Regions from separate parts of the Mus musculus genome. Here all the other regions are linked to region 2. Evidence: chromatin contacts called from public ChIA-PET, Hi-C, HiCAR-type and Micro-C data. All regions are on one chromosome and are shown on one strand. Each heading gives the region's core, a stretch centred on a gene start, on an enhancer-like site or on the middle of the called end of the contact. The rest is flanking DNA. Distances are from core to core; before and after follow the strand shown. Region 1 holds the start of Asb2 (ankyrin repeat and SOCS box-containing 2). Region 2 holds the start of Btbd7 (BTB (POZ) domain containing 7). Region 3 overlaps Asb2 (ankyrin repeat and SOCS box-containing 2). Region 4 holds the start of Prima1 (proline rich membrane anchor 1). Region 5 holds the start of Fam181a (family with sequence similarity 181, member A).

Region 1 (4,899 bases), core at 2,258-4,757, 480 kb before region 2:
GGCTAGATCTCTGTCTTCCTGCCCTCTCCCTCTGAGTTATGCAGGAGGTCCGGAGGATGCTCTCATGCAGCCAATCAGAAATATCAGGAGCTGCTGTGTGCAGCAGGATGAGTGAGTAGGGTCCCACACAGCCTGGATAGTCCCAGGGGAAGGAGCTGGGTCTGCACACTCTGCTCTTGCCTGGGGCCCTCCCTCCAGCTGGTGAGCAATAGAAGGCTCCCAGCTCTGCTCTGAATATATTTATATTTGTGGGAAACCTGTTCCCAGCAGCTAGCTTGGGCCTGTGGGCTGTACTGGGTTTAATTTAGTCCCTGAGTTCCCCAGGGTGGCTCAGGCATCATGAGATCAACCTCACAGGGGGCCAAGTGTCTTGGCCAACTGAAAGGACCAGCAGCAGCCCCTGGAATAACTCAGTCCCAGGCTCCCTGACTGCCTTGGCCCTCTGATTCCAGAGCGGTGGGAGGAGACTTCTCTTCTGCAGGTGGGTGTGGGAGGGAGAAATGTTCTCAGACCATTGCCCACTCAGCTCTGGAGGGGTGGGGTGGGCAACTTGAGCTTTGAGATCTGGCTGAATCCCCACAACAACCATGGGGGATTGTCTCACTTTTATCTCAGAAGAAAAAGCTACAGATGGGTCCCTAAGCTAAGAATGGGCTTGGGTTCTCTGCCTCCAGGGCCCATGTTGGAAACTGGGGATGCAGTGGGCATTTTCTGCCACAGGGTGGTCCTGTGTGTGCAAGGCTAACCTAGTACACTCCTGAGCATCTGAGGACCACCACAGTGTTACTTTGGCAGCCTGTCAACGGGGGAAGATGAGCTCCCTCCCTGGAGTTTGCCTTGACCTCTGAGGACCCTAGCATCCCCCTCCTGCAAACCCTTTCACTGTGCCCCCTTCTGCCTCCCAGGACCCAGCCTTTGTCTGCTTTTGTCCTGACCTTCCTTCTAAATGCTCCTAGAGCCAGCCTTGGCCTCTTGTTTGTTTCTCTTCATCTCGGTTACATGAAACCAAAATAAATTTCTATCGAGGTAGTGAGGGCCCCGGCCAGGACATCGGGCTACAGGGTGCTTAATTTAGCAGTGATGTTCCACTCTCCGACCGACGTCATCCTGAGCCTTGGCACTGTCCCCGACCAGTTTTCACAGCCTCTGCCTGTCTCTTCTCTGCTTGCTTGCTCCTTCCATCCTTCCTGGAATAGGGGTCTCTGGCAAAAAGGGGGTCTGGGTTTTAAACCTCACCACTCCTTTGGGTCCTGCAGGAGAGATCCCACAGTTTCACAGGGGTCCTGGGGCTTCTAGAAAATTCTTTCCTTCAGGCTGATTCTCCTACAGTTTTTGTGCCTGTCCCCATTTCACCATTTCCTGTCTTCTGGAAGATGGTTGCTAGGCTGCTCTTGGACCTTCCTTGATGATGGCGACTATGGAATGCCCCAGAAATCACTACTCCAAGTTATCAGATGCTCAGTAAGATTCGTCATCAGGGACTTGCAGTTAAAATGGCTACTGAATAATTAATAATAATAATAATAATAATAATAATAATAATAATAATAATAATAAATCCATCAAGAAATGGATAATACTCAGAGGTGGGAAATCCCACATGTTGAACATGGAGTGGCTTGAACCATTAGCCCATTACCAGCACTTGGAGGTACAAGTCAGCTGACCTATGGAGCCCTGGGTTGGGGCATCAGAGATGAAGTAGTCAAGGCCCTGCTGCAGCATACTTATTCCTACTGGACCATGCTCCATGTCTTCCATATTGAGTCAGGTACCAAAAGCCCAGGTCCCTCCCTATGTCACAGGAGTGTCTCAACTGCAAGACACTGGCATCTGAGCCCATGGGCTACAGTCTTCAGCGTGCAGATTGTTATGGCCTTTCTTTGCTGAGTGCTCAGAGGAGTCACAGTGCCTCTCTGGGTCTCAGCTGGAAAGCAAAGGGTCTGGACAGAACATCCAAGGGCCCTTCCAGATGGAGAAGTCATAACACTCCCTAAGACCAGGGAGCTGCTGGTCTGTCACAAGCCGTGACGGGACTGAGGGCGGCATCTTAACACCAACAGGAAGAGAGAATGAAGTTGAGTCCCGGTTTTTGTTTGTTTGCCTTCCGGAGACAGTGCCTTTAGCTCTGAGCACATCACCATTAATGCATAGCCCTCTTAGTGTGACAGACACTGAGTGCTCTTGCAGGAAAACAGCCATCATTGGCTCAGTCTGGAAGCGTTTCCAAAAGTCACCTGTCTGACACAGACAACACCAAAGATCCTTTGCACCCGAAAATAGCATCGCTGTTCACTCTTTTCACACGTCCATGTTTTGAAGCACACAACAGAGTGGTATGCTAAGCCAGAGTCCTCCAGAAGGATAGCTACCATTGTTGTCTTAGATAGTCTCACTTGGTAGCCCTGGCAGTCCTGTAACTTGCTATGTAGACCATGCTAGCCTTGAACTTATAAAGATCCACCTGCTTCTGCTTCTGCCTCTGCCTCTGCCTCTGCCTCTGCCTCTGCCTCTGCCTCTGCCTCTGCCTCTGCCTCTGCCTCTGCCTCTGCCTCTGCCTCTGCCTCTGCCTCTGCCTCTGCCTCTGCCTCTGCCTCTGCCTCTGCCTCTGCCTCTGCCTCTGCCTCTGCCTCTGCCTGAGTGCTGGTATTGAAGGTGTGTGGCACCACACCTGGCCCACCTTATTATTTTGAGGGTCAGGAGTATGTAGCCTGGATGACTTTTCTCTGCCATTGTCTGGGGCATCTGTTGGGGCTGGAGAAGGGCCCACTTCTAAACAGGTCCTTGCTCAGGGTTTGCAGCCATCAGCTTCCCTGCCATCTCCCTTCTCCCTCAATGTCTCTTTTATCTGGGCCCCTGTTTGTGGTATGCAAGGACTTTCTCATAACATGCATCTACAAATGGTTTCCCGCGGCCTAACTTTGGATGTCTACAAACATTACTCCCCCTTGCCTTCTGTTCCCAAGTACGTGGCTAAGAACACCAAACATCCAAAGGAGAAGAGGGAACAGACTCTTCTCTTGGATCGCCTAGTCCAGAAATGGAGATACTCTTTCCCAGACCTGGGGTAGTAGGTCCCTTCTGTAGCTGACCCTTTCCGGGATTGCAGGATTCTCTATGCTCATTGGTCCATTGGTGTGTGCTCTGGCCTGTGTTCCTTGGCTTCACCCCAGAGCATCCAATTCTGGACAGCTGGTGTCTCTAAATGTTAGCCTTGGCCACCTGCTGCATGCCCGACACTGACCCTTGAATTTTCTCAAGGGTATTATGCAAGGGCCCTCATGCATCTCTCTTTTCCTGCCTCTACTTTAGGGCTCTCCTTCTTTCTCCCTTGCTTTTTCTTCTCTTTCTCAATTCTGTGTCTCTCTGTGTGCCCTCCCTGTCTTGTCTTCCTGCACTTCCCTCCTCTCCAGCTCCCGCCTGGGTAGTTCTAGAAACATACCCATATATGGGCTCCATGTCAAGGATCACAAATGATGACATCACGTGAGGGCCGAAGCCCAGGATGCTCTCTGAAGCGGGAGCCTGTCTCCCGTGCCCTCGGAGGAGTGGAGGGCGGAATCACGGCTTCCTTAGTGCGATCTTCAGAAGGGAAATCTGAGAGTCATAACGTCTTATAGCTTGGCTTGACATCCGTGGTCATGCGGTGGGCCAGAAATAAACTCCCTGCTTCAAAGGAGAGTGTTTCAGAGCTGCCTGGCACAACAGCTGGAAGCTCAGGGCCAGCACAGGAGGCAAACTCAGAGAGCATGTTCTGAATTCAGACAGTCAAGAAAAAATCTCTTTGTTGCCCAGACCTGTGCCCCTGCCGCAGAGCCTTGCAGGTAATGCTTGCTTTTGACTTGGTCATGGATAGAGATTTTGAAAAGAATTGCTGAGTGGGATGGGACCTGCAGCTTCAGGACCCACTGAGACCTGTACCCAAACTGTGGCCATGCCTTTCTCTGTCTCTCTCTGTCTCTGTCTGTCTGTCTGTCTGTCTGTCTGTCTGTCTGTCTGTCTCTGTCTGTCTGTCTCTGTCCCTGTCCCTGTCTCTCTGTCTCTCTGTCTCTCTGTCTCTGTCTTTGTCTCTCTCTCTCTCTTTCTGTGTGTGTGTGTCTCTCTCTCTGTCTCTCTCTGTCTCCCCTCCCCTTCTCCCCAGCTCTGCACATAATGGAGACTTTGGCTCTGGCAGGGAAGCAGTGAACCAGTACTCTGCATGCATGGTAGCTATCCTTCTGGAGGACTCTGGCTTAGCATACCACTCTGTTGTGTGCTTCAAAACATGGACGTGTGAAAAAAGTGAACACCCAAGCTATTGTCGGGCACATAGGGTCTTTGGTGTTGTTTGTGTCAGACAGGTGACTTTTGGAAACGCTTCCAGACTGAGCCAATGATGGCTGTTTTCCTGCAAGAGTACTCATGTCTGTTACACTAAGAGGGCTATGCATGAACTGTGATGTGTGACTGATGACGACCCGGGTGCCGTGGGCTTTGCTTGCCATTTCTGGAGGCTTAGGAGAGGGTGTGGAATGAGAAATGTTACCTAGATGAGAGTGAAGAAAAACTATGGGATGCAGAGATACAGAACTATCTCATATATACATATGTGTACATGTACATATGCCATATTTAAGGAGGTCTTGGAAAGGACAGATGGGATACCATCACGCTGAGCAAGGGATGGAGGGACAGCTGAGAGGGAGATGTGAACTGGGAAAGGTGGGGCTGCTGAGGGAAAGACTCCCTGAGGTGGGAGGGAGATGAAGCCTTCGTGGAGGCTGGAGAAAGGAGTGGTCACTCCAGGACCAGAGGGAGAGGAAACATACTTGCAAAGTGTATAAGCAAAGGGGAGATAGGTAGGGATTTATCTTGGGCTATATCCTTCATTGCCAGGGAGATGGATTGACATGAACAGGC
Region 2 (5,368 bases), core at 623-3,122:
CCACATATTCAATTAAACAAAAAAGAAAGAAGAGAGAGAGAGAGAGAGAGAAAGGAAGGAAGGAAGGAAGGAAAGAAGAAAGGGAAGGAAAAGAAAAGAAAAAAAGAAAAGAAAAGAAAAAAGAAAAGAAAAGAAAAGAAAAGAAAAGAAAAAGAAGGGGCTGGAACCCTTTTTACCACAAAACAGGAAAAAAAAAAAAAAACCTACAGAAGCCAAACCCATGACAAAATTTCATTGCTTCTATCCTTTGAAACTTATCTAAACCTGTATACAACATACCACCAACCAGGAAAAAAGAAGAAGAAGAAAAAAAACAGACTTGCAAAACACAGTTTTTATTCATAGAGAGCCAAGGGCATGGAACCTCAAAAGCAAATTTCAAATCCATCTCCCAGAGAAGTGGAAAAGGGTACATTTATTGGACCAAGTTCCACAAGCTCTAACTTGACTATCATGACCCATATATCAGCAATGTTGCACACAGTCAACTGAACGAAGTCGGTCATCAAGCAAAGTGGATTGATGGGCCTGATGATACACACCCTTGTAATCCCAGTGCTTTAGGTGGAACTAGGAACAGTTCAAGGTCAATTTCAGCAAGCCAAAGTTTAGCCTAGGCTACATATGGGTCTCAATACAAATACTTTTCCCCTCCCATACCCCAATCCATTGAGAAAGTAAATAAGTGTTAAGGGCTGGTTAAATCTTTAATTGATTAGGTTAAATCGAGTTAATTTATTGAGGAACTAAGGACAGGAGCTTTTTATTCAGAAGTCCTTTTTAAAATGACCATAAAGAGGCCCAAAACATGGAACAGTGATTTAAAGCACCTGTTGCTTTTGCAGAGGGCCTGGGCTCGATTCCCAGCACCCACATGGTGACTATACCACCATCTGTGACTCTAGTTCAGGGGATCTGTGGGCACCCATGTGGCGCACATACATTCAGGCAAAACATTCATACACATAAAAAATTAATCTAACACTATCAAAAAAAGAAATGTAACAGGAAAGACTAGGGAAAGACGGAAAACGCAAATTCCTGAAGGACACTGCCTGGATTCTTGGCTTGGCTTGCCCGCTTCCCTAGCTGTAAAACAGTGATAATAACGCGGGTCCCAGCTACCTCAAAGGGCAGTTTTGGCATCCAGACAGAAACCATGTATTTAACTGTGTTTTGAAAACTGTAGGGCACTCCATAAATGTAAGCCGTTTTTGTTACTGCCTCGCTGTAATTATGGCAAAATCACAAACAAGGGCTGTTTATGGAAGAGATCTGGCTCTCCCATGGGGGGCACTGTGAATTCCATCAGCCTAGTTCTTTGTTACTGAAACTTTTCAGTATCTTTTTTTTCTCAAATACTAGGTAACTAGCAAAGTACTACATATAAAAGTACCAAGAAGACAAAATAGTTTTAGAAATTCTTAACAAAAAAGAAGCCACAGAAACGCAAAGTCGGCCAGGAAGGAATTTTCCTCCGGATCGCAGTTCTTTTTGAGGCAAGCATTTTATGCCAACACCCGGTGGGTGGCGGCTGCCCAGAGGAAACGAAACAGTGGAACTGGCCTTCCCCTGCATAGCGATGATTATTCCATTTAGATACAAAGAATAACAAGCTACAATTCCCGGAGCTGTGCAGGATGCTGCAACAAGTACCCCGCGCCCCTTCGCACCTCCCTCGGGCAGGCAGAGCCAGAAGAATGCGCGCGCACTCGCCTCTTGGCCTGAGCCCCTGGGAACGCGCCTCCCTAGCCTGCCCCTCCTCCCCAAGCCGGCGCGCCGACGTCGGGTCACGTGACGTGGGCGAGCCGACAGCGGGGGCGGGCGGGGCCGTCCGGCTCCGCAGAGCGGCGCAGGCGCGCCAGGGCCGCGCGAGGCGAGCCCCTCCTGCTCCCTGTCGGAGTCAAAATGGCGACGGGGGGAACCTGGAGTGGTCCCGGAGCCTAAGCCACTGACAGGAGAGGGGAGGGCGGCGGCGGCGGCTGGAGGAGAATGGCCGCGGGGGCTGGCGCCAGTGCGGACGACGGCGCTGGGGGCGGCGGCGGCGGAGGCGACGGCAGCGGTCCCAGCAGCAGTCGCGGCGGGAGGAGCCTCCGAGGTGAGTGTCCCTCGGTGTCCGAGGCTTGAGGAGCCGTCTCGCCGGCCCCGCGCGGCCCGGGACGTCCGGCTGCCGGCAGGGGCGGTGGTTGGGCGTGGTGGCGCCTCGGCCGAGGCCCGGACGCCGCGGGGTTGCCGAGGCGCTGGCCAGCTCGGCCGTCTAGGGCCCAGCGCGCCGGCGGCGGCGCGGGACGGGGGCCTCCCGGTCCCCGCGCCCTGAGGGGCGGGCCGGACAGCGCGCCGCCGAGCGGGCCGTGACCGAGGCGCGGCGCTCAGGGCCGGAGGGCGCGCGGCTCCCCCACCCCCGCCCGGGTGGCCGCCGGGACGAGCCCCTAGCGCCGGGCTGCGAGGGGCGGGACCCGCCGCACCCTGCGCTCGGGAACCCACACCCGGCGCGGACTCCTGTTTACGGGCTGCGGGGTGGGCGTGAGGCCGCTGGGGAGGGCCGGAGCTTGGGGGGGAGGGGGGAGCAGGCCTGGGGAGGACCACTCCCCGCGGGCGAAGTGAAAGCGTCCCGGAGTGAGTGCTCTGGGAGGACCGAGACTGGCGTTGAGCTTTGACAGGTAGGTGGGGGAGACAATACGGAGCGGAGCTTCGGCTGGAGCCGCGGAGGCTAAGCTAGCTTAGCTCCCGGGAGGACTTGGCGAAAGGCGTGCCTACCTTCCCTCCTGCTCTGCTGTTTCTCCCTTCCACGCACTCACACTCTCGCTCTCGCTCACACTCCAGGGTGAGAACTTTCTCGCCGTCTTCGGAGAAACTCCGAGGAGTGTTGTATCCGCTTTGAACCACCACAGCGCCTCTCCCATACCAGCACACATAATAAGTACTCTGGAGTAGGCCGAATTTGCAGAGCAGTCTCGGTTCTCTGGCCCAGGGCACTGGCCCCTCGGCTCAAGCTTCTTACAGTGACGGAGCAAGGAAGAAGCGTTTTTTGCAGATAAATTAGCTTTTCCAGCAGACGTTATCTTTTGTCTCTGCGTAGCGTCTATGGCTCACCCATTACTCACATTGTCTTCTTTGTAAGTCTGGAAGAAAGACTTGAAGTTATATGAACCGTACATTCTTCATAGCAGCTGTGATTCGACTGGTCTTGGAATTTTGGAGTCAGGAACACCTTTAGAGATTGGGCGTGTTCTAAAGTGGGGGAATTGGACGCGGAAAGGTGCGATTCTGTGGGTCATGTAGCTGGGGAGGGGTGAGACCTAAACTAGGATCTCGGCTTCTGCAGGTGAGGAAGAGCTCTTTTCACTCCACTCCAGCACTACTGTTTGTGGGTAGCTTTCACCACCGCTGCTCAGCTCAATCCCTAGGCCGTTGCACAGTAAAGTTGAACACAGAAACGAGTATCTCTCTGTGACCCTCGCAGCTACCTCAAAATAGCTGCTAAAGAGGCCAGCCCACCCAACACCATATTTAATAAAATTTAGTAACATTTCACTTGAAGTTTTCTTAGGTCCATAACTATATTTTCATCAAATTATAGCCTGGCTCATTCTTGCGTGGGTTCGTTCTTTCTGTAGTTCTGTAAAACCTAACTCCTATTAGTGTTCTCTGTCCCAACATGATTAAGATTAGCGTCTCAAGTTCTTTGTATCTGGCTCTAACCTTAAGATTTAAAACATTGCTTTTCCAGGTTATGCTGCCTAGTCCCCTTCTCTCCTTTATTTGGGCTTCAGAATTTTGTATATAATGTGTCACAGGTCAACTTTCAGAAATATGATAGAATCAAGTGATTATGTTTTCATATTTTACTCACAGTACTCAGGTTATGTACACTTATTGAAGGTCTGCTCTGTGTTTTCATTATTCCAGACCTAAGGGGTAGGAGTCAAGAAATGTAATATATAGTAGACTTTGCCTCAAGGTTCTTATTGGAAAAAGATGCACTCACATGAGTCTAGAAGCCAATGTAGTGAGTTCTACTAATATAGAGAATGCTGTGGGAGTTCAGGGTAGAGGGAGTTATAACCGGGCCTTGGGAGTTTAAATAACTTCCTGGGACACTTGGAATGTCAACTGGCCAATGAGTGTTTATATTTACAGAGAGATTGGAGCAGTTACTTTGTGACCTGGGTGAGGGGGTGGGGTTGAAAAAAAAGCAAGTGTATAAATTGGAGTTTAGTGCTAGGGAAAGGGGATAGAGGGAGACAAAGGGAGCAAGAGTTTCTCCTCTCAGGAGAATATTTTACATGAGGGACATTAGGTAGCCAGAAGGCTGACTCTGTAGAAGGATTTGAATGCTAAATTGAAATTTGGATTTGTCTTTTATGCAAGTTATAACAAACCTTTGAAGGTGCTTATTATAAGCTGTCATCCACAGGTTGAGTTAAAATAAAGCAAGAATAAAATGAGCTAAGAAGACAGTAGCTAGTCATTTTATTACCTGACTCAGAGATGGTATCTTACACTAGGATCGTTCCTCTTCTCCCCAGATGCTAAGATTACAAATTTGTGCAGCCACACACACACAACAAAGTTTATCTCAAAATATTTTTTTGTAGTGCTGAAAATCAAATCCAGGGATGTTCTACCTCTGAGCTAGGTAAGGGAAAGTCAGTAAGAAGGATTACCTAGCAGGTACATGTGTGTCTGTCTGGACACTTACTGAGGTAAATATAAGTAATTCAATTTACTATCTTAACTGTTGAAAATTGTACAGTTCTGTACCTGTTTACACTGGTGTACAGTCATTTCCATTGCTATCTGCTGAATTAGTTTTTAAATTGTGTGCATGTGTGTAATTTATTTATTTTTACTTTTTGTGCATTGGAGTTTTGCCTACATGTATGTCTGTGTGAGGGTGTCAGGTCTTCCAGTTACAGAATGTTGTGAGTTGCCATGTGGGTGCTGGGAATTGAACCTCTGGAGAAGTCAGTGCCTTTAACCTCTTAACCATCTCTCCCACCCCCAATTTTTTTTTTTTTTTTTTTTTTTTTGGTTTTTGGTTTTTGGTTTTTCGAGACAGGGCTTCTCTGTATAGCCCTGGCAGTCCTGGAACTCACTTTGTAGACCAGGCCAGGCTGGCCTCGAACTCAGAAACCCACCTGCCTCTGCCTCCCAAGTGCTGGGATTAAAGGCGTGCGCCACCACCGCCCGGCCCCAATTTTTTTTTTTTAACTTTGTGGTGTGTGTGTGTCTAATTACCTCTGTGTGTTCATATGAGTACAGATGCTTGTGGAGGCTAGATGCTCTGGAACTTAGAGTCACAGGCAGTTAGGAGCACCTGATGTGGATGCTGGGAATCAAACTCAGATCCTTTGGAAGAGGCTCT
Region 3 (4,858 bases), core at 251-2,750, 450 kb before region 2:
AGCATGGGAACACACTCAGACTACAAGCATGCAGGGTTTGGTGAGGGGCTGGGTGGGAATGTGTGGAGGGGGTGCTCACAGAGGGATGTCTGGGCTGAACCCCAACAGGAAGGGATTTACCAGCTGGCTAAGCTTCTGCAACAGCATGGGCAAAAGCCAGAGGGTAGGAGAAGGGGTGTGTACCTCTGCCATGTTTATGTAAGCAAAAGCCTCCTGGCCAGCTCAGCACTAGGGTTCTCATTTCAGACGTAAGGACCAAAGGCACATCTGTGATTTGGCATCCAGCACATATAATATTCTGCAGGCACCTGAACGCAACATGGATGTGTCTTCTATGGGGCCCTTAGCTGTTACCTGAGACCTCAGCTGTCCCAAAGAGAGCTGTAGGAAGCATGCCAAATACCAGCTTGGTGGCTTGGCCTTGGTTGGACCTATTAGGTACCGAAGCCCCCAGCTCCTGGCTCCTGGATTTGGCCTCCTGTGGACCCTCCCTGGAGCCTCCTCTAGGAAGGCTTTGCTGTGTGGTTCACAGAGAGAAGACTAGCGCTCATGAGGTGGGGAGAGAAACCCCTTGAAACACCATAGGCAGCTGTTTCCCCTGCTTGCTGTCCCCTCTCCAGGGAGGCTTCAAAAGCCATTAATCGGCTCACATTCCTTGGTGACTCCAACACCCTCTATAGCTCCCTAGTGAGAACTATGGGCCAGAGCCAAGGGCACATTTGGGGTCTTTTGACAGAGGAAGTTGAAGAGGAGGTTTGAGGAGGCTGAGAAAGATGGGTTGTACTCAGAAGATAAAGCCAAGCTAAATGAGCAGCCTTTGCTCTGTAGATAGCATTCTAGGGGGCATGACTTCCTGGGTTTGGATCCCAGTACTGACACTTAGTCTCTGAGTGACTCTGAGTAAGACGCTTGCCATCTCTGTGTTCCACCCACCTCATTTACAGACGTAGGCACTGACGTTGCGTTCTTCAAGGGTAGTTGGAAGGATGTGTCAAACCTTCAGGGCTACACTGACTGTCTTACTTCTCCTGGGTCCAGCCTGTGAGCGCAAGAACGCGGAGGCGGTGAGGATATTGGTGCGATACAACGCAGACGCCAACCACCGCTGTAACAGGGGCTGGACCGCACTGCACGAGTCTGTCTCCCGCAATGACCTGGAGGTCATGGAGATCCTAGTGAGTGGCGGGGCCAAGGTGGAGGCCAAGAATGTCTACAGCATCACCCCTTTGTTTGTGGCTGCCCAGAGTGGGCAGCTGGAGGCCCTGAGGTTCCTGGCCAAGCATGGTGAGTGGCCACACAGAACAGCTACCAAAGACCTCAGAGGTCAGCTGGGAGGGGAAGTTGCACTGGGGTCATCTTGTGGCATCCTCTGATCCAGAGCCCCACAGGGCTGTGTGGAGGACTCTTAGGCCAGGTTTAGGTTCTGTAGAGCTATGGAGAGATGCTGCTAGGTGCTTCCTGTCTTACTATCTCAGATCGAGCTCAACATCCTCCTTTCACAAAAGAGGAATCTGAGGCCTGCAAAGGGGAAGTGACTTAGCTACGGAATTAGCTGTAGAGCTATCTAGATTCTTGGACTCTTGATGCCCAAACCACTACACATCACACTGCTGGGACAGAAAGACCTCAGATGGAGATCACATCCTTGTTTTGCAGGTGATAAAAACCAAGGAAGGACCAGGGTGGGAAAGTGATTTGTCCAAGATCACACAGTAGGTTATTGATACAAATGGGATTTGAACCCAGGTCTCTGCCCTAGTTTCCCCCCCCCCCCCCAAAAAAAAGAAAAAGAAAAACAACAACAACAAAACAAAATCAAAAACAAAAAAAACCGTAACAGGAGAAACTAAAACCATACTGCTTGCACCATGATGTTGCAGTAGCAAAGACCTCAAAAACATGAATAAAAACTGAGTATTTTGACAACCCACTCCAAGCTCTCCTGCGATTGTCTTTCCCTCTCAATGGAAGGAAGTTCTGTCTGGAGAACTGGAGAGGCCGAGACTATGCAGAAGTGTTGGGGCTGTGCTGCAACAAACCAGTGAGGACCTACTGTGTGTCAGGCCTCCTGCTAAGCATGGACCTATGACAGATAGGTAGAGTGTGGCCCAGGGGACCCATCCTAACCCCACTGTATACTTGAGGGGATCGAGGCTCAGACAGGTTAAGTGATTGCTCACTGTAAGAGCCTGGATCTGACCTGTGTCTGCCTCTCAGCCTAGGAGATGGACCCTGGGCCTGACTAAGGCTCTTAGCCAGGGATGACTGCAATGAACACTCTGACAACTCAGTGGAGTCCTGGAGCCCAGGCCAGCAAGCTGTGCTGAGGGCAAGGGTGCAGTGGGTGAGGGGGACCTCCTCTCCAGGCAGTCGCCCTCTTCCCTGCCGATATTGAGGCAGGGACTGCTCCCTTCATGGGGAGTTAAAGCCAGTTCCTATACAAATATTTTCCTTATGTGAGCAGGCTGCTTTGCTCAAGCCTAGGCCTGCGGGGGAGCCTAAGCATGAGGCCCAGGGGCTTGTTAAAGGTGTCCCTATACTGTTCCTCTGAGGGAAGGGACAGTCTCTGCCCTGAGCTCTGTCTAGACAGCAGTGGCTTCTGAGGCTGGTGCTATGTTTCTGTTATGTTATTTACACCTCACCCTAAACAGGAGAGGGCAGGACTATGACTCTTGACTAACAAGCAGGTAAACTGAGGCTTCTAAAAGCTGTCTAAGGCCCCAGAGCTTGGGAGTCATGGTACAGAAACTTTCATGGTCCTGATGAGCCCTCAAGGCCTGGTGCTCTTCTCAGAAGGCCAGGACAAGTCCTCCGCTGCTGAAAATGAAGTCATCGGAAAGGGTGAGAGGAGCAGATGGCTCTGACAGAGGAGCTGTGGCTGACACAAGCCTTTGATCTCAGCCTTTACTGAGCTATCTCAGCTAATCTTCGTCTACAGTGTGGAGCCTACAGAGAAATCATGTGCACACCGGTTTGCTCTCTCACTCCAAGAGATGCAGAAGATGTAAAAGATAAGATGATGGCAGGAAGCTGCTACCAGGCTTCAGCCCCCTTCCTACAAGCATGGCTCAGTGTTTAGTTTCTTTTTTAAATTTATTTTCATGATTTTTTTAAAGTGTGTGTGTGTGTGTGTGTGTGTGTATGGGTGTTTGTGTGTGTGTGTGTGTGTGTGTGTGTGATGTATAACTACCCACAGATATCAGATCTCCTGGAGCTGGAGTTACAGGTAGTTGTGAGCCACTGTGGGTACTGGGAACTGAAGCCCGTGTCCTCTGTAAGATGTGTACATGGTCCTCACCAGTTAGCCATTTCTCCAGTCCCTCCATGGTTCCTTAAGAAGATAGCAGAAGCCAGTTCTTTCCTATTTCAGATGGAGAACAAAACAAGCCCAGGACTGGGGTTGTGGCTCAGTTGGTAGTGCTTGCTTATCCTATACAAAGCTTTGGGTCCAATCTCCAGCACTCTAGAGTTAGAGGCAGGAGGTTCAAAAGTTCAAGGCCATCCTTGGCTACATATGGAATTCAAGGCGAGCCTGGGCTACATAAGATGATGCCTCAGACCAACCAACCAACCAACCAACCAACCAACCACAACCAACCACAACCATCAACCCCAAATCCAACTAACAGTCAGTAGGATTTCCTTTAAGGAGCTTTGTACCTAGCTGGAGCTGCTGCTGCTGCCAGGGCACACAGCCTAGGGCCCGTAGTGAGGGCTGAAAGCCTAGTCTAGAATACATCTTCCGACCATACATTCAAGTGTAGCTTCACATCTATGAGTGGGTTATCCTGAGTCCTCTCATGTCCTGTGTCCTGGTCTGTGATGAAAAACTTGGCCTCTCAGGACTCCATATGGATTCAGAGAAACAGGGTAGACGAGGTTTTGTGACAAGGAACTTACCTTAGCTCTGACGTCTGATGGGTCCTCCTGGATTCAGGCAGTAGGCATGGCCCAGCCTACTCACCCAGTGGTTAGCTTGGAGGTGCTCACCACACAGTGGCACTAAATTATGGCAGAACCACTGATCGTTCATGGCTCTGCTTGCTTCTCCCTCTCCAGGTGCAGACATCAACACGCAGGCCAGTGACAGTGCATCAGCCCTCTACGAGGCCAGCAAGAATGAGCATGAAGACGTGGTAGAGTTTCTTCTCTCTCAGGGCGCCGATGCTAACAAAGCCAACAAGGACGGCCTGCTCCCCCTGCATGTTGCCTCCAAGAAGGGCAACTATAGGTCAGTCCATAGCCCTTACTGTGTATAGCACAGCTCTCCGGGGATGCCTAAGGAGGGCAGGGGCGGGGCAGGGCACTTGATCTCCATGGCCCCTGAGAGGACTCTTTCTTTGTTTGCTTGTTTGGTTTGGTTTGTTTTTCGGTGGGGTGGGAGGATGCAGAGATAACCTGCAGGTCAGCTAGCTGTTTGCTGAGGATGCTCACAGCAACGGACAGGGACCAGTCACCGGGTACCTCCCTAAACATCATGCTCGGGTGGGAGAAGCTCAACTTCTCCAGAAGCAGTCTGTGGGAGGGAAATCTCTCCCCCCACAAACACAGAGATGAACAGTCCACACGCATTCATGATGTGATGAAAGATCATCCAGACCTAAGCTCCATGCTGGCCCCCGTAGAAGGGACCTGGCAAGGGCTGGAGCAGAGCGCACTGGAGGCTGCCTGTCTGGGCTCATGTGTCCACTGCAGCCCCGCCCCCCAGGAACATGTTCACTCACATGTAGCACAACACTGACCATGGTGGGAGCTTGTACACCATGGAGTGAGCTTTTCTCTGGCACCTCCAACACCCCACTCATCTGAGAGCCAATTGCTAGGAATTTAGCACCTATACACTGTGGGTGGGAAAGGG
Region 4 (4,720 bases), core at 934-3,433, 360 kb before region 2:
AGGAAGATGGCCGCAGACATGTACCCACATGGCATTTTCTAGCCACAACTAGCTATGATTTCACAAGGTTAGAAATATTGGGATAAAGCTTTTATCATTATCAATTGCCTCTGAAATTATTCTATTGGCATCTTGTAAATTGTGATATTCATACATGAATCTGATTGGGTAATTAAGCATTAAGAATCTTGATGCCATTAAGAGTACTGGGTACTGGGATCTGATGGCTGACTGTGGGGTGCGTGGTATGGAGAGAAACTCTGGGATGGGCTCGGGGCGTTGGGGAGTGCCGGAGAGATGGTCCTGTGGTCAGGTGTGACTGGAGAATTGGCAGCCGGCAGGAGCTAGAAAGTGTGGTCCGGCCCCGTGGAGAGTTGGTGGTTCATTTTTTTTCATATTTCCTGCAACTAGGTGTTTGTAAATATTATACAAAACAAATGACTGGATAAACAAAGGGACAAATGTCTCCATATTTTTGTCCACGGGACTACCAGACCTGCTGGCATATTCCCACAGCCCTGGACCACTTTGTCTTCATTCTCTTGATCAGTGTAGGCCCCTGTCTCGATGACAGTGGAGCATCACAGTGTTGGCAACATGTTGACATGGTCCTCTGACCTTCCCCTCCCCGGTTCTTGGTAAGGGAAGGCCTCATTCACATCTGCTGTGCCAGTCTCTCTAGTAGAACTGGGCATGTGTGGGGGCTCACAAGTTCATCAGCTAGGTACGCACTAAGAAGGGGAGGCCTTGCTGCTGTGCTCTGATGAAGGAAGCTGCAGGAGAATTGGTCTGAAACCTGCTTTGCAAAGCACTTTGTACTTTTGTGAGTTTACCTGGAGTGACTTGGGGACAGCCAAGGGGAACTAAGTAACTTTCTTAACCAGTGGGCTGTGGTATCTACCCTCGGTTATAAGCCTCCGGTTCTCTTACCTAACCCCAGGCAGAATTGCCCAGCTCTTTGCGACTTTGACTGGAATGGTCACACCCCCACCTCCAGGGAACATCAATCAGAGCATTTAATAAAGCGCTATCACCAGATGAGCAGGGCGCCTGCGTGGCGCCTGGGAAGGCTCCTGTAGGAAGGAGCAGCATGCAGCTTGTTTGAACGAGATGCAACCAGCTCCTTCCTGAAGAACCGACTTGTTGATAATCTTGCATCAAACAGGAGTTTGTGGATAGTGGAGGAAAAGTCCTGGGGAGAAGGCTTTCCCTGAAATGTCACAACTCCCCCTAAGACACAGCGGAGTTAATAGAGAGGTCCCGAGGTCATGATTGCCAAATGGAGGGAGGTCAGGCACATTGCTTTGGAGGGCTAGCCAGCACCATCCTAGCTCAGCACACACAGGGGAAAGGGGGCGCCGCTATGATAGTGTACAGACGGGGTCCCCACTAGTCAGACCTTACTACCACCTTCCCGCAGCCTGGGGGATGAACTTGAGGGAAGGGCAAGCAGAAGCAGGTTGCCACTGTCACTGGGAGTCCTCGGCCTCTAGGGTGAATAAATAAATTATTAAGCGCCCAATACACAATAGCCTCGCTAGATGGAGACGAGGAATCACTGCAGCGGCGCTGGCGGCCGCGGCAGCGGGGAGCGCGGGCGGGAGTGCAGCCCGGGAGGGAGGCGGGCGAGGCTCTGGCTCCGCTCACGTCTGTTTTCCTTTTTCGTGCATTATTTATTTCGCCTCCGCCCGCGGCCCTGCTGCCGGAGCGGGTGCTCCGGGCCGGCGCCTCTCGCCCGCTGCCTCCCGCGGGCCCCGGGCACCCTGCGCCCCGGGCAGCCGCTCGGCGCCACCAGGAAGGGCGGGGACCGGGGCGGCGCAGGGACCCGTGGCTGGGCTGAAGGAGGACTCCTGCGGCCCGCTCGCGGAGGACCCGAGGACACTTTCCCCACCCTCTGCCTGGGCTGCCCGACCTCGGAAGTGGCCGCCTTTCCCGGCCCGCGCGCGGCCAAGCGGAGCCTGGAGCTCCGTGCGAGTGCGCCGCGCCCCGGTCTCCCAGATCAGCTGCCCTGGAGGCCCAAGCAGCGCGCAAACTTTTGCTCCAGCGCCCCGCGCTCGTCCTCTGCAAGTGAAGCCCCCGAGCGCGCGCGCAGCCGCCAGGGTGAGCTTAGAGGCCCCGCCTAGAGGGCGGGGGACTGGGGAGGCGGCTGGCTTTAAATGGGGGCCGTCCGGCTGCTGAGAGCAGAGCTGCTGTGGGGGCAACCCTGACCTCCCTTCTCCGTGTCGACGATCGGTGGGGGTCGCCACCAGGCAAGGTGGCGTGAGGCATCGGAGGGGTGCGGGCGGTGATGGGGGCGTGCAGGAAAACCTACGCCTGCCCGGGAACAGGAGCTGGGGTTTGGGCGGCAAATGGGGGCACGTACGGAGGTGCCTATGAGACAGTGTGCGCACTGAAGTCCCTGGGGCAGAAAGACTACATGCAGCGAGTGATTTGGTGGTACTGTGCAAGCAGAGTCAAGTGTGCGGACGGGAGTCGGTGGCGGTGCATGGGGGTCACAGTGCGTGCGCGCGCAGAGTGAGTGATTCACTCTGGGTTTGAAGCGTACTCCTAGTCAGAGTTGTGCATGGCCGTTTCTGGGTTTGTATGAGGTTCAATAAGTGTGTTTGGATGTTTCTGGGGGTGTGCACGGGATCAAGGTGTGCATGCGGTATTCTGAAGGGGAGGGGGTGTGCTCCAGGATAGGTAGGTGTGAGTTCTGGGAAGCACCGAGAGTCAGCAAGTGTGTGCGCACTGGAAGGAAGATGAAGACTTGCTTTGCGCAGGTGCCCCAAAGTGCGGGGCAAGTGAGTCCTCATCGAGTTGGTTCTTGAATTGGTGCTATGGTTTATGCAGTGTCCACCTGACTCAAGCCTTGCTCCCTTGACAGTTAGCTCACCAGTGGGCGCCGCAGGCCGAGATGCTACTCCGGGACCTGGTGCTGCGCCATGGCTGCTGCTGGCCCTCACTTCTGCTGCACTGTGCGCTGCACCCACTCTGGGGTTTAGTTCAGGTGAGAAGCGGGCAGAGGCCTCCTGGGAAGGGGGTAGGGTCACTTCAGAGCTCCCCCTACAGCCACCTACTGAGTGGTCTTGGGGATACTTGGGGAGGAAGAAAAACTGGTCAAGTATAACATGCTCTGACCCTGAAAAAAAATAAGAAACTTTGCAAAGAGTCTCAGTTGTGGCCTAAGGCCTGCAGTACTGAATGAACGTGATATAGGAAGGTGCTAAGACCTCATAGTGAACTCTACTGCAGCTTTTATGGAAAGAAACAAACTTATAAACAAACAAACAACAATACCAAAAAAAACCCAACCCCCCCCCAAAAAAAAAATCCCACAGTGGTGCCTTGTTTCCTACCAGATTCGACCCCTAAACTTCAAATTAGCCTTCCAACTAACTGTCTCCAACCTGGGGTAAGGGCTGTGTTTCTTCTAAGTGGTGGCTGGGGAGGTGGATGGTGACCCACGATTCATGCAAAACACAGTCTGTCAAGACTGCTGGAGGACAAACCCTCACCTTTGACCTCCCAGTCTTCAGGACAGAGACCAAGCCCCCACTAACTCCAGTTACTCGAGGTGATTGGATGGGATGTTCTCTAGTCCTGCCCTTAAACCCCCGTTGACCAGTCCTTTACCAGCAAGGTGACTAAACAAGAAACTTAAGGTCTGATCCTGGTTTTCTCCTTCCTGCTTGTTATGGGGCCAGTACTTGTTTGCTTGATACATCACCTGGACCCCAGGAAACATGGTTAGTAGCTGTCCTTGCTGTTGCTGGGGTGTGAGATGTTACATCCACTGGGCAGAGACACTCCCTGGCTTCCATGACTCTCTAGAGGCATCCCACCATTAGCTCAGGCCAAGGTTTCTACTTTCTCTGCTCTGGCCAGCCTCTGGCTTATGATTGTGTTATTTAAATGTACTGTGTGTTCTCGGGAATCGGGGATGTCATTTCTCAACACTTGGACCATTGAGACAAGGTCCTTTTGTTCAACTTCTAGCTGAGCCCCATTGCAGAGTTCACCTGTCTGTGTACCCAGGTGCCTAGTTCTCTGTCTTCCCAAAACCTTTCAGCTAGGACTGAGAGAGGAGGGAAGACAGGGACAACAGAGCTGTCATGTAAGTTAGAGGGCTCTAAAGAGAAGAGCCATGCCACCTGCTCTACCCATCAGAGGACTACAAAACAAAGCCCCTGCTCTGTCATGTCCTACAGCCTGGCAGTGTTTACAAAAGCATTTGTGCATGCGTGTTTCAGATTCTCAGACTCAATACAAATCAATTCTCATGAAAATCAATTAGAAAAGAATCCTTGAGTTAAATTGTGCGGGCCAGATCTTGGCTTGAAGCTCTGGAAAATTCATCCTCAGATGATAGGGGTAGAGAAACCAGCGGAAAGGAAGAAGGATTGGCAATGCATGGGTCTAGGTTTTTAAGCAGGAGAGCTGGGTTTGGGGAAGGACACGGGAGGGAAGGAGAAGGAAGCAAGCAGGTTCATTAGGCCATGTGTTTCTTTTAAGAGGAGAGAATAGATCCATCACATCTTAGGAGTTCCCCGAACATAGAGAAAGATGTCAGAGCTATCATTGCTTCCAGGAGCAATCACTGCCCAAGAATCCCCCAGAGAGTAAAGGATTGGTCTGATGCAACCATCCTGTGATTAATGGGCCTCTAGACGAGGCCAGAAACCTGGGTCCCTCAGGTGGCAAGTTCCTCCCTTGAAATTGGTGAAAGTCTCTGACTGTG
Region 5 (4,911 bases), core at 1,297-3,796, 440 kb before region 2:
GGAGCTCTGGAATTTGGGCTTGGTTTGGTTCACTGTGGACATATAATCACTGCTCATGCTTAAAAGGAACGGCTTGGTCAAACCACTTGTCTTGGTCACGTGAAACTGACGTCCCATTTGTCCTGGTTTTCTCTCTGACCAGCACTGTGCCACTCTGGCACAGTCAGACACACCAAAATTATATCTCTACCTCCCTGAGCATCATGAACCATGGGAATCCGGACTTGGCCCACCTCTCCCTTCAGATGTCTGGACCGAACATCCTTCCCCCGAGCCCTTCCCGCATCCCCTCTCACCTCTTCCTAGGAATCAAGATGTGTTTCCCAGCACCCACCTCCAGGCATCTCAGAAGCCTCAGGCCACTCCCACCTGTAGTAGCTATTCTCTATGCCGACCCTGCATCCGGGACCATCCCACTTCATGACACCCGAGAGGTGGAAACTGGAAAAGAAATCTTTATTTTTAATTTTTTTTAACTTTCTCAATATTTACAAAGAACAGAATGAACAAGCGAGATGCCCCCTCGCCCCCCCCCCCGGGGGGGCGGGGGGTATGGCAGCTGAACAGGTGTGTGATGGGCAGCTGCCACACTAGGGTTTCACTTCCCGTGTTTTCCTGTGCCTTGGTCCACAAGCTGCAAGCTCCCTCCGCATAGGTACCTGTCTGAGGAGCCTTGTCCCTGAGGCAGCCTGGCCAGGCCCCTGCCCAGCTCCCTCCTCACACGGAGAGCTTGTCAGTGACTGACCCCCATCCTGGAGGCCAAAAGAGAGAGGGCTGAGGGTGTTCAGCTAGAGGTAGCCAAAGACATTGAAGATAGGGGGAGGCATGGCTGGCTTAGTCGGGATAGGCTTCAGAACTACGGGTCTGTACACTTTGGGCCCTGGGGTGTCCACACCCTTGCAGAAGTGGGCCAGATCCACAGGCGAGGCCAGGCTTCTCCTCCACAGGCCCAGACTGGGTACTGGGCCCTGAGGCAGGACCCCTGGGAGACCCGGGAAGATGGGCTGTCCATGGGACTGGAAAGGGCAGTAGCTCCAAGCATCCAGGCTGCCTACCAAGGATACCCCAGACATCTTGAGTGGTTCCGTGTCAGCTAGTACCCTTGGGGACATGGGCAGTGGAGCAGTCTCGGGCCCCAGGGACTCCAGACCCTTGCAGTTTTTCTTATTCTCATACAAAGATGCCTCCCTGGGGGCCAGGCCCACCTCCAGCCCCATTGGGTAGCTGAGAGTGGGCCTTGGCTCCTCCCAGAACGAGGCGGGCAGCTGTCTCTTCCTCATGGGAACCTGGCCGGGTCTAGCAGCCTCTGGATTCAGCCCCCGGAAGCCCTGATCCTTAGAAAGGCATTCCTCCCTAAAGGGGGTCCCCAGGGCCTTTTCTGTGCAGCTCCCACCCCCACCGGGGCTGGATTGGGGACAGGGATGGAGGGGTGGCCGTCCAGGCCTCTCTTCAGGTCCCCTCTGCAGGTGGGGCTCTGCCACCCTGCCAGGCAGGCCCCTAGGGAGCCGCGAGTACTTCTGAGAGAAGCGCTTGAGTTGCTTCTGCAGGTACTTGCGATGGTCCACAGAGCGGCGGCAGGGTGCGGACTTGTCCAGGGCCGCCTTGATGTCACTGGACGCCAGGTTGACAAAATTCAGAAGCATCTTCACGTCACTGTCAGCTGCCATCACCACGAGAACTGTGCAGGGCTTTCCATGAAGAGCATGGGCTCTGGAGGAGCGCACAGGGCAGACCTAGGGAACACAATGAATGCAATAGGCAGCAGGAGTCTCTCCAGGGCAGTTACGCCTTCCCCAGGGCCACCAGGACCCAATGCACACATCCTCCATTCTTCTGTCCCAAACAGAATCCACAATGGGGCTGGTGAGTCGTTATTCAGCACCTTTTGACTATCTGAGATGAGACAGGTGTCAACTATCTCATTCAGTCTTCTGGGGCCTGTTGCCCTCTTCTGGAAGTCAAGGCTCAGAAACTGCAAACACCTTGCTCAAAGCCACCCAGCTACAAGTGGCATTGCTGGGGCTACATTCCCAGTTGGTCGCATCTCCCACACATCGTGAAGGCCAGCGCGCACGACTCACCATTCAAGTTTTTATTTTCAAAGCCAAAGAAATCCTCTAAAGAAGGCCAAGCCCCCTTCCCCCTCCTTGGTGGTGGCCTTCCCCTCCCACCACCCCGCCCCCTCCGCAGTCCCCACGCTCCACCCCCAACTCTCACACAGGGCCAGGCAGGATCTCTGTCTAGCACTTAATCTAGACCTGCCTTCAAGGCTCATCCCTGCCGGCCGCAGGGACTCCCCTGTAGAAGCATCTGCAGCAATTTCATGCCTCCTCGGCCACCACCCACAGTACTGTGCCCCTCCCCCAAGGCTCTAGTCCGCTCACGCCCTGCCCTCCACCCAGCCAGGCCAAACCACTTGGGACTCCGTACTGACCGAAGGTGAAGGCCAGGGCCCCCCGCCAACGTGGCCGGCAGGTTCCCCACCGTAGACCCCCGCAAGCCTGACGAGCTGGCGTGCAGTGAGCTCCGTGCAGGCTGAGAAGCAGTTGTGCACAGCCCTTGAGTGGGCTGAATGGAGGACAAGTCCGGAGCTGGGGGGCCCTCAGGCCAATCAGGAGCGCCTCTCCAGATACAAAGCATCCCAATCAGGCGGCGGAGCCCCGGTCCCACATTCTTTGCCGTCACAAATTGTCACCATGGGGACCATCACAAAAAAAGACAGCTCCCAAATGCAATCATTTCCCGGTAAATTTCTACCCTTCAGCCCCACTTTTCTCCAGTCTCCATACCCACTCCTCCCCTTGACCTCAGTAACCTGGTTTCTTGAGGTGTGTGTGTGTGTGTGTGTGTGTGTGTGTGTGTGTGTGTGTGCGCGCAAAAAGTATTCAGGATCAAGGAGGGCTGGGCACAGTGAGACAGGCACCCAACCTTCCCCAGATACTTCAGGTCTCCAGCTGCCATGCTCCAGTGCAGACAGACAATCGGATGGGGTAAGCCGGAGTGGGCTGCTTTTCCTCTGCCCTTGAGTGTTGAGTGTGCATTCTCTGACTCTGTCTCTGGCCTCGTGTCTCTCACCTCTTTCAACCGTCCTTCCTGAAGGGTCCCCCTGGGATGGATTTGAGAGGTGCACTGATGTGGGGAAAGGTAGCCCTGGCGGGCTGGCTGAGGGGTGCTGGGATATCCATGGGAAGGGAGCCGAGGCTCTCAGGAATCTTGTCTTTATGTTTGCTTCCTCAATTGAGCTGCACAAAGCCTGAATTGCCCATTCAGTGCGGCCGGACAAAAGGGTGGCGTTGCACGGTCCCCTTGCGTTTGTAGTCAAACAGTTAGGGACTTAAATCGAGTCGTCATGATGGAGAAAGAGGTGGACAAAGCCCATAGAATTGCCATCAGCAAACATTTTCCTGTGTCATATTAGCTAGTCTCCATGGCTCCCCCTGGCCCAGGGACAATGGCACAAGTTTGCACACTTGGCTACTGTCACCGTGCCAACGCCGGCAGGGCTGCAAGCAGGGCCGCTCAGTTGGAGCAAGTGAGGGAGCCCAGGCTGCCGTGGCCCTGCCCATCAAATGCCCAGAAAGAAGGTGAGGCTGAGAGCAGCCCGGTGAAGGAGAACTGTCTGGGAAGTGCTCCCGGGCAGGGTCTCCATGCTAGCCAGCTCAGTGGACCCCCGCAGGTCCACTTTCCTCCCCTTTCCCTGTCTTTCTGTCATCTTCTTCTGTCTCCGACTGCATAGTGGCCCACAGCTTCATACCACAGGCATGGTTGCATACCCTGACTTAGGAGTGGCACCAAGAGACATCTGCTGTAGGGATGAGGCACCTGTCTAGAGTAGCCCTAAGTTCCCTCCTCTGGAGGAGACGGCCCAGGGCTAATGAGCTGCAGCTCTAACTCCAAGAGCTCCACATGCTCTCTGTGCAGAGCCAGAGCAGAACAAACAAGGGTGTGCTGCTGGCATTAGGACCCCTGTCCTGGTAACCAGCTCACATTAGACTCTCCAGAGCCCTTCGTGTGCTCTGTCCTACGTCGGCTTGGCACGGGGAAGGCCTCTGCAGCAGCCTCTGCATTAACTGTGGGCTATGCCACTGCTATCTTAATCGTCAGGGCTTTGGAAGGGGAAATTCTGCAGCATGTCCCCAGCCCATCTTGACAGGTAAGAGAGGGTCCCATGCATCATGTTCCAAACTCTTGGTACACTCTGCTGGAGATATACTCTGGGGTCCTGTGGCCACCAGGTTAGGCTCCTGCCAGCGCCTCTCAGAACCCTGGCTGCCTACATCGAGGTAGTGTGTCTCTACGTGTCTTGGACTACCCCCCTTTTACTTCCCATACATGCTGGGAGATTGCCTCACACATCCAGCCCTTGTCTGCTCCTGGCCTGTGACCTGTGGACCTTATTTCCTAGAAAAAGATGGCTCCCAGGGGTGTTGCTGTCGGCCATTCAGCTTCCTGTGAGACGGCAGCATGCCTGTGCGCTTAAGGCGCCTCACTGTAGTATTCTCGCCATGCTTCTCACGGTAGTGGGCTCTGTGGGAATCCTGTCTTAAACTGTCTTTCCAGGCTTGAGGTAGAAAGGAATAGGACAGTTCAGTGACGAAGCCCCAGCTCAGCTCACATTAGACTCTCCAGAGCCCTTCGTGTGCTCTGTCCTACGTCGGCTTGGCACGGGGAAGGCCTCTTGTCTCTGAAAGTAACTGCTTTGTCCATTCCAACGAAGACCTGCATCTTGGTGACGGGAAATGACTGGTTCTGTTTTCTTGCAGTCCAACTTTAGCAAGGTAAGGGCAGTGAGGGCTTGGCTGCAGGTTTGTCCTAGGACTATGGAAGCAGAGGGTTCCTTGGCAAAGGACCCTTAGAGCTGCTGCAAGTGGATCAATGAGATTGTCTTGTTTCCCCCTAGGAAGATGGCGC

What was found. Hi-C and Micro-C count contacts between places; a contact is called where the count stands out from the background. ChIA-PET counts read pairs in DNA pulled down with a chosen protein or histone mark. HiCAR-type assays count read pairs that join an accessible place to other places.
Region 1: a Hi-C map of uterus shows a contact between it and region 2, with 3 times the contacts expected there. The contact joins the promoter of Asb2 here to the promoter of Btbd7 in region 2. A contact is called at or near these places in 3 of 484 Hi-C or Micro-C datasets (the G1E-ER4 cell line and uterus) and 1 of 9 other capture datasets (liver).
Region 3: an RNA polymerase II ChIA-PET map of memory CD8 T cells shows a contact between it and region 2, with 20 read pairs. The contact joins the enhancer-like site here to the promoter of Btbd7 in region 2. A contact is called at or near these places in 2 of 39 promoter capture datasets (cranial neural crest and embryonic stem cells), 6 of 484 Hi-C or Micro-C datasets (CD4 T cells, the G1E-ER4 cell line, Th1 cells and 1 more), 1 of 115 datasets of contacts at active chromatin or transcription factors (memory CD8 T cells) and 1 of 9 other capture datasets (liver).
Region 4: a contact with region 2 is called in a Micro-C map of embryonic stem cells, with 5 times the contacts expected there. The contact joins the promoter of Prima1 here to the promoter of Btbd7 in region 2. A contact is called at or near these places in 2 of 39 promoter capture datasets (cranial neural crest and embryonic stem cells) and 3 of 484 Hi-C or Micro-C datasets (all in embryonic stem cells).
Region 5: a contact with region 2 is called in a HiCAR-type map of astrocytes, with 3 times the contacts expected there. The contact joins the promoter of Fam181a here to the promoter of Btbd7 in region 2. A contact is called at or near these places in 4 of 39 promoter capture datasets (cranial neural crest, embryonic stem cells and neural stem cells), 12 of 484 Hi-C or Micro-C datasets (Th1 cells, cardiomyocytes, cerebral cortex and 5 more) and 1 of 115 datasets of contacts at active chromatin or transcription factors (astrocytes).

What each region holds. Positions count from the first base shown.
Region 1 is chr12:103,354,609-103,359,507 of GRCm38.p6, reverse strand. Asb2 (ankyrin repeat and SOCS box-containing 2) reads left to right here and starts at 3,507. Exons shown (of 10, transcript NM_023049.1): 1 at 3,507-3,824.
Region 2 is chr12:102,874,946-102,880,313 of GRCm38.p6, reverse strand. Btbd7 (BTB (POZ) domain containing 7) reads left to right here and starts at 1,872. Exons shown (of 11, transcript NM_001377026.1): 1 at 1,872-2,098.
Region 3 is chr12:103,329,718-103,334,575 of GRCm38.p6, reverse strand. It overlaps Asb2 (ankyrin repeat and SOCS box-containing 2), which reads left to right. Exons shown (of 10, transcript NM_023049.1): 6 at 1,039-1,284; 7 at 4,060-4,231. Among named protein-coding and RNA genes, the nearest start is that of Gm15523, 4.7 kb to the left of the region's middle. Within about 2 kb of position 1,500, at least 67 of the 459 cell types and tissues checked have an H3K27ac peak or open chromatin away from gene starts, as enhancers often do. A contact at or near this core is called in the G1E-ER4 cell line, Th1 cells and memory CD8 T cells, where this site is marked.
Region 4 is chr12:103,239,609-103,244,328 of GRCm38.p6, reverse strand. Prima1 (proline rich membrane anchor 1) reads left to right here and starts at 2,183. Exons shown (of 5, transcript NM_133364.2): 1 at 2,183-2,254; 2 at 2,867-2,989. The coding sequence starts at 2,897.
Region 5 is chr12:103,312,594-103,317,504 of GRCm38.p6, reverse strand. Fam181a (family with sequence similarity 181, member A) reads right to left here and starts at 2,546. Exons shown (of 2, transcript NM_001195726.1): 1 at 2,435-2,546; 2 at 440-1,733. The coding sequence starts at 1,667. The coding sequence ends at 789. Gm29508 (predicted gene 29508) reads left to right here and starts at 2,736. Exons shown (of 3, transcript NR_136894.1): 1 at 2,736-2,990; 2 at 4,561-4,778; 3 at 4,901-4,911.